2 separate regions of the Mus musculus genome follow, and region 2 is linked to region 1. Evidence: chromatin contacts called from public promoter capture Hi-C data. All regions are on one chromosome and are shown on one strand. Each heading gives the region's core, a stretch centred on a gene start, on an enhancer-like site or on the middle of the called end of the contact. The rest is flanking DNA. Distances are from core to core; before and after follow the strand shown. Region 1 holds the start of Icam2 (intercellular adhesion molecule 2). Region 2 holds the start of Tex2 (testis expressed gene 2).

Evidence for each region. Promoter capture Hi-C pulls out the DNA fragments that hold promoters and counts their contacts.
Region 2: a promoter capture Hi-C map of stem cell-derived epiblast-like cells shows a contact between it and region 1, with 5 times the contacts expected there. The contact joins the promoter of Tex2 here to the promoter of Icam2 in region 1. A contact is called at or near these places in 22 of 39 promoter capture datasets (the 3T3-L1 cell line, 3T3-L1-derived adipocytes, the C10 cell line and 16 more), 1 of 15 datasets of contacts at CTCF or cohesin (large pre-B cells), 6 of 484 Hi-C or Micro-C datasets (B cells, the C10 cell line, the G1E-ER4 cell line and 3 more), 9 of 115 datasets of contacts at active chromatin or transcription factors (the SCID.adh cell line, T-cell acute lymphoblastic leukemia, bone marrow-derived macrophages and 5 more) and 3 of 9 other capture datasets (adipose tissue, liver and pancreatic islet).

Annotation. Positions count from the first base shown.
Region 1 is chr11:106,380,956-106,384,191 of GRCm38.p6, reverse strand. Icam2 (intercellular adhesion molecule 2) reads left to right here and starts at 1,411. Exons shown (of 4, transcript NM_010494.2): 1 at 1,411-1,762. The coding sequence starts at 1,708.
Region 2 is chr11:106,610,962-106,614,217 of GRCm38.p6, reverse strand. Tex2 (testis expressed gene 2) reads left to right here and starts at 1,288. Exons shown (of 12, transcript NM_198292.3): 1 at 1,288-1,360.

The sequences.
Region 1 (3,236 bases), core at 162-2,661:
TGATGACAAAGTTCTCTGAACGTGAACTGCAAAGCGAGCTCTAGGCCAGTGTGGACCACTTAGCGGGGTGGGAAAAACACCAAGAGTCTAGGGATGCAGCTCTTGGCATGTGTCTAGCATGCATGAAGCCGTAGCGACTCAGTCACCAACACCCCTCCAAAAATGAAAAGACAACTCCTTCCCTGCCTAAGTGGTGTCTGTTTGTCTGCCCATTTGTGTTGCTGTATTATTATCACATTATTATTTATTATTATTATTATTATTACCCAGAGAAGGCCAACCCCCACCTTATCACCCAAAACCCTTGAAGCCCTCCAGTCCCCTGTTCTCAGGACTCTATCAGCCTAATGTGTGATCAGATACTCCCACCCTCCCCCCACCCTTCCCCCACCCTCCCCCCACTCTACCCCACCCCACTTCTCCCTTCTCCCTCTTTTCTCTCCTTACCTGGTCTTCGCTTTCTGGTGGAATCTCAAAGCCCAACAGCCTCATGTGGGGACTTCCCTTGATCCAGGCTGATAACATCTGCACTAGATAGCTATATACAACAGCCACTACTCAGCACTGTGGGAAGGACAGGATGTCACAGGGTCACTGGCTGAGCCATTGAGGCTTCCTCTACTTGAAATCTGGAGGACACAATGGACTGGGAGCTGGTCCTGCAGGTGGCTTCCTGAGCTCCAATAATGAGCCCTCAAAACCCTGGGGCTTCCTTTGGATAGGCCCTTTCTGGGATTCTACCGAGAAAGCAAGGAGGCCTGCTTTTGCCCTGCCTATCCCCCAGGTTCTAAGACAGAACTAAGACAGTAAGGTTGACTAAATATGGTGAACACAGTGCCTCCTGGGAAGGCCGTGTATCCAAAGTTCTCTGCCTGTGGTGAAGTGTGCCCGGAAGGAAGGCTAGGAAGACCAAGGTCCTGCCTGAAGTAAGGAGATGCACAGGAAAGCACTAACTGACAAGGCCAGGAAAGAGTCTAGGGTTTGGGAATAGGTTGTAGGCACTGTTTCCTGACCTCCTGGGCCCCAGGAGACGACTGTGGGCTGCCCTTTTGCAATCTCTGAGCCCTGTGTTGGCTGAATTAGGGCTAGGCTTCTGCTGGAAACTAAATGAGACATTGAGACATGCAGATATACGCAGGGCATTAGCAAGAGATTACTATGTGACTGCGTTCTAACTTTGGATATCATCTTTCCAGAGATGACGCCAACCGAGGCCTGGTAGAATTCAGAGTTCCCCTGATCTGAATCTTGGAGACCTCACTCTGCCCAATGTACAGTTAAAGAAATTCCATGTACACTCCCCCCACCCACACACAAAACACGTAAGTGCATGCAAGCTTGCACACATTCATGCATGCACACACACTTCCTGCATGTGATTTCCCATTGCTTTCCTATCCCCGCACAGGGAGCATGCAACGTGAGAGAACCCTGTTACACCCCTGCTTATCTGCTGCTTCCTGGCTTCCTCTGCATGAATTCTTGAGGCCCTAAAGGCTTGGGAGCTGGTCTGTGCATATTGTTTCCTGATCTCAGATAATTAGAGGAAATGAGCTCACTGGCACAGAGGAGATTGTGGATTTCAGTTGGGAGCGCCAGGCTTCACTCCCCGACCTGTAGCAGACATCTCTCCCTAACCCTCCAGGCAGCCGTCAGCTGTGCCCCTGAAGCCCATAGACTCCACAGACCCCACAGACCCCACCTGAGATGTCTTCTTTTGCTTGCTGGAGCCTGTCTCTTCTTATCCTGTTCTACAGCCCAGGTAAGCCAGCTCCCAGGGGTTTCAGCACATGGCATCTTAGGGTGGGAAGTACTAATACTCCTCAGGCATCGGGGTGGGGGAAGGGGACATCCTGGCCACAGAGGCCTCTCCACCATAGGTAAAGAAGACTGTGTCAGCCTGGCTTTGGTTTCTCATGGCCCCAGGCTAAGGACTAGGATCAAGGCCTTTTGGATACTAGAGGGAACAAACTCAGAGATCTGGGAATGTCGATGAAACATTCATCAATGAATGTTGATGTGACAGGCTACCGACGTTGGGGGTGGTGGACAGTGGGTAAATGGGAGACTCCAGAAGGAATGCCAGGGGCTAAGCGGAGATGAGGCAGCATGCCAAAGGGGCCTAGTGGACAGCAGAGGGCAGCCGATGATACTGTGCTCACTGGCAGAACAAAATGAAAATGAAAGCTGTTTCAGTGGGTCAAGGAGACCTGGAAGGACACAGCCTCTACGTGCTGAGTGTCCTATGTCTTAGACAACCTGCCAAACGCTTCCAAGCCTAATTGCACTCAGGACCCAGGGGAGGGCACATGATCCCTTTTAACAAGTGAAGAAACTGAGGCTCACAGAAAGAATATATATAACCAACGTTGAAAGTTCAAGTCCAGCACTATCTACATGGAAAGCCCCTCCTTTGCCGCTGAATTGAATGTCACTAGCTGATGGCTGAGTGGGGAGGGAGAAAGACAAGCCATGTGTAGGGACCCTGCTAGCCAGGATCCAGGACCATCGTGGTCCTCACAGAGTGGAGGTGAATACCGAGGGCCCCATTGTCTTACACCAGGTACATCCCAAATGTCTGTCCTGCATAGAGCTGTGTAGTCACCATAAAGAGAAACATGGGAAACTCAGGCCCAGCCTAAATGTCCTGGCTCCAACGATGTCTACAGAGCATCAACATAAATTATGAGCTTTATGCAACAGGTCCTTTTGATGGTGGCCTGTTGCTTTTCTGGTCTTATTTCCACCATTCCTCTTCCTTGCTAAGGTTTGGTCATCTCCGTTCTCCATTGCTTCATGAACGCATGCTCCCGATGGCAGGTCTGCGAGCCAGCGGCTCCGTTTATCTGCAAGGTGCTCCCACAGCGCATGAAAGGTTCTCTACCTCCCTCTGTCTTTGCTTCAACATCTCTTATTAGCTACGTTATTAAAAATGGAGTCCCTCCACTACCTCTACTCTCTTTCCCTGGAGCTTTGCCGCCACCCAGAGGGCATCCTGTCAGTTTTCGATGGTGATGTGAGCTCAGAGTTTACCTCCATTCTCAGAGGTGTCTTCATGACAGAGGGAACATTGTACGGGAGCTTAAGGAAGCCGAAAGTAGGCTTGAGGAAGACTGACCTAGGGCTGACTGATAAAGGGACTGGAGGAAAGGGGCCAACCAAAGGTGACCTGTCTCCTTGGGCCACTGGTAATAGAGAGCCCCAAGGACAGGCATCAGAGACGTCTGCTGCCAAGT
Region 2 (3,256 bases), core at 39-2,538, 230 kb before region 1:
GGCGTGGTGGCGCACGCCTTTAATCCCAGCACTTGGGAGGCAGAGGCAGGCGGATTTCTGAGTTTGAGGCCAGCCTGGTCTACAGAGTGCGTTCCAGGACAGCCAGGGCTACACAGAGAAACCCTGTCTTGAAAAACCAAAAAAAAAAAAAAAAAGCATGCCCCCCCAGAGCGCCCCCTACTGGAATCTCCTGGGGAAAGAATGTTGAAAAATAAACGGCCCAGACCCAGTCATTGCAAAGTTGAGACATGCTAGAGTCCTCTGGGATGGGCTGATGCTGAAGTTTGGGACCCACTCATTTAGAAGGCAAAGTTGATAAGCAAAGACACTCTCACAACCTGCCCCTGTGCTATGAGGGACCTGCGGGACCTGCCTACCCTCTGCCCCCTCCACCCCTCCCTTTACCCTGTAAGGAACTGATGGGTGTAAAAATAGCCTCCACCATTCCAAGCACATTTTAAGCGAGAACTCATTTTTAAAAGTCACCTTCCTTTATCTGGGCCCTAGACACGATCCCTCTAAGGTAAACTTATGTTATCCAGGTGTAGTGGTGTATGCCTATAGTCATAGCGGTAGAGGCAGAGGCAGGAGGCTAAGAGTTCAAGGCTATCTTCAGCTACATATCAATTCTGAAAACAGCCTAGTCTACAGGAGACCCTGTATTAAAAAAAAACCCAAGATCATAATATATGATATATTTACGTCACACGAATTCTAGGCGCTAATTCTACTAATCAGTTTGCGATTGGTTGTTACGGTCAGGTGTGGAGGAGGAGCTCAGACATCCAGTTTCTGGAACTAGCAGGGATTGATAAAGTCCGACGTCCTCCTAAGACCTCTGTTCCTAAGAATCTGCCTAGCCAGACAGTTTCCCTCACGGCTTGGAGGCACTTGTTGCTAAATTGCAGGAAGAGGAAATTAAGAAATGCAAAGAGCTGGGGAAAGCGCCTCAGTTTCAATTGGGAGAGTGCAACGCTCGCTCCTCCCACTGGGATTCTGCCAGGTAACCCGCAGTTTTTCGCGGCCTCCCCTTCTTTCCAGTCCGCAGCGCCGCAGCCCCTTTAACAGCCCTGACCGATCGCTGGCCGATCCTCCAGGCCCGTCGCGGGCGCGCGGCACTGGCTGGATTGGTCATGTCTGGTGCGCGGCTGGCCCCGCCCCCTCCGCCCTGTGGTTGGGCGGTGGGGGCCGCGGCCGCGGGGCGGGTCCGCCGGCGGGGCGGGACGGCCGGTGCCCGGGGGCGGGCGGGCAGCAGCACGGCGGCCCCAGCCAGAGCCGGAGCTGGAGCTGGAGCAGGAGCCGCGGCGGCCGCCAAGTACGGGCGCCGGTGTAGTAGGATGAGGCAGCCAGCGGATCCGGGGTGAGCGCGCTCCGGGCCAGGTGGGGCGACGGGCGGAGCAGGCCCTGACTGGGTGGCCCGGCTACGGGACACCGGCAGCTCCCGCAGCCGTTGGCGCAGCGGGGCTCGGTCCCTTCCACACTACCAGGGCTCGGGACGCCGGCATGGGTGGCCCCGGGAGAGACCTTCCCTGCTTGGGGGCCGGGCAGGGCGGAGTCGCCCCGGGGCGGGAGGTGCAAGCCGTCAGGTCCCAGCCTAGCGTCCGCGGCTCGGTGTGGGTCCGGGAAAGCAGCATTCACACGCTCGTTGAAGGAAAACACTTGTCACCTCTGTGCGTGGGGCCCTTGCCGTCCTCCGCCCCCTGGGCCACCGTGGGAGAAGCTTGGGAATGGAGGAGCGCGGTTACTTTTGCGCGAATCTGTCAGTGGCTGTCGGCGCCTCGCTTGTTTTTCTCCCAACTCCTGGCGGACACCGGGGACCGAGGGGTGGCTTGTGTGCTTTCAAAGGGAGGTGGCGGCGTACCAAAAACCGGGGAGATCGGAAGGTTAACAAGTGACATTGGGCTGAGGCCTAACGCTAGCTGCCCCGCTGGGAGCATGGAGATGACGGTGGTGGAGACCGGGGGACCGATGCAGGGACAGGAGCTGCCGGCTCCATTGCACCACATGCCACTCCGGAGTGCCGACTCTACGCGCGGGAGTTGGTGCAAGGGAGTTTTTCCCCCACTGAAAAACGATTTTTGGAAAACTTAGCCCCTCAGTGGGTTGATGGTTACCTAAACCATCAGTTGTTATGGTTACACGGCATCAAATTTAAGGGCAAAGTCTGTTAAACACCCTCGCTCTTTTTTTTCCCCTTAGAGCTAAGGAGTACTTACTTTGTCATTAGATTTCATAGATGAGGAGGACATATTTTTTTAGAGTTAAAGGAAAAGTGTGACAACCTGAAGACACAGGTTGTGTCCTGTTCCGGTGTGAGGTCCAAATGTCTTGACACCATTGCTCAATTGAGAGGAATTGTCTTTTCAGGAGCTAGATTAAATCCAAAGAGAAAGTGAATTGTATGTGGAAAATAACAAGGGAAACTGAGGGACAAGTGATCTCTGGCGCTTGGGGAAGGGAGTTTGAAGGGTCTGGATTTATTGGCCGGTGAGAAACGTTTCTGTTAGCTTTTCCCAACCCTTAAATGGTTTCAGTATCTTTTCAGAGTCTTCCAAACAGATAAATGTCTTCAGGCTACGAGAATGAAGCCAGAGTGTGGCTGATCTTTGCTCCTTGGGCTCCCAGGGAGGGGACATGAAGGCTTGGAGAGGGATAGAGGAGGGCTCTGGGGGACTGCACATCCTTGTACGTGTGTCTTCAGGAAAGGAGATGAGCAAGGAGATTCAGATTAGAACGTGGAGGTGATGAAGTTCACTGACAGGTAGTAAAGGATAGGCGAGGAAGGACAGTTTGGGCTGAGTGGCGAGAAGTGAGAGCTGTAGCCGATGCTAGACCACTAGCCGATGCTAGACCACTGTATGTGATTAGAGGTTATGTTCTTAGACTGCTTCTAGGAAAGGCAGCAAAGGTTAGGCTGCCCCCAACCTCCTATGTGTGTGTATGTAGTATGTGTGTATTATGTATGTATGTATGTATGTATGTATGTATGTATTTTGAGAAAAGGTCTCTCATATCCCAGGTTGGCCTTGTTCCTAGCTGAGATAGACATTGAATGTCTGATCCTTTTGCTGCCAGTTCCTGAGCGCTAGGGTTTCTGTCCTGCGTCTCCACACCAGGTTTGTGTGGTGTTGGAATCAAAGCCAGGGCTTCATGTGTGGTAGGCAAGCCCGCTACCAATTGAGCCATCTCCTCAGCCTGATGACACTAAGACTAACTGTAGGATTTTATGAACAAAGACATTGCCCAGAGTCAAAAA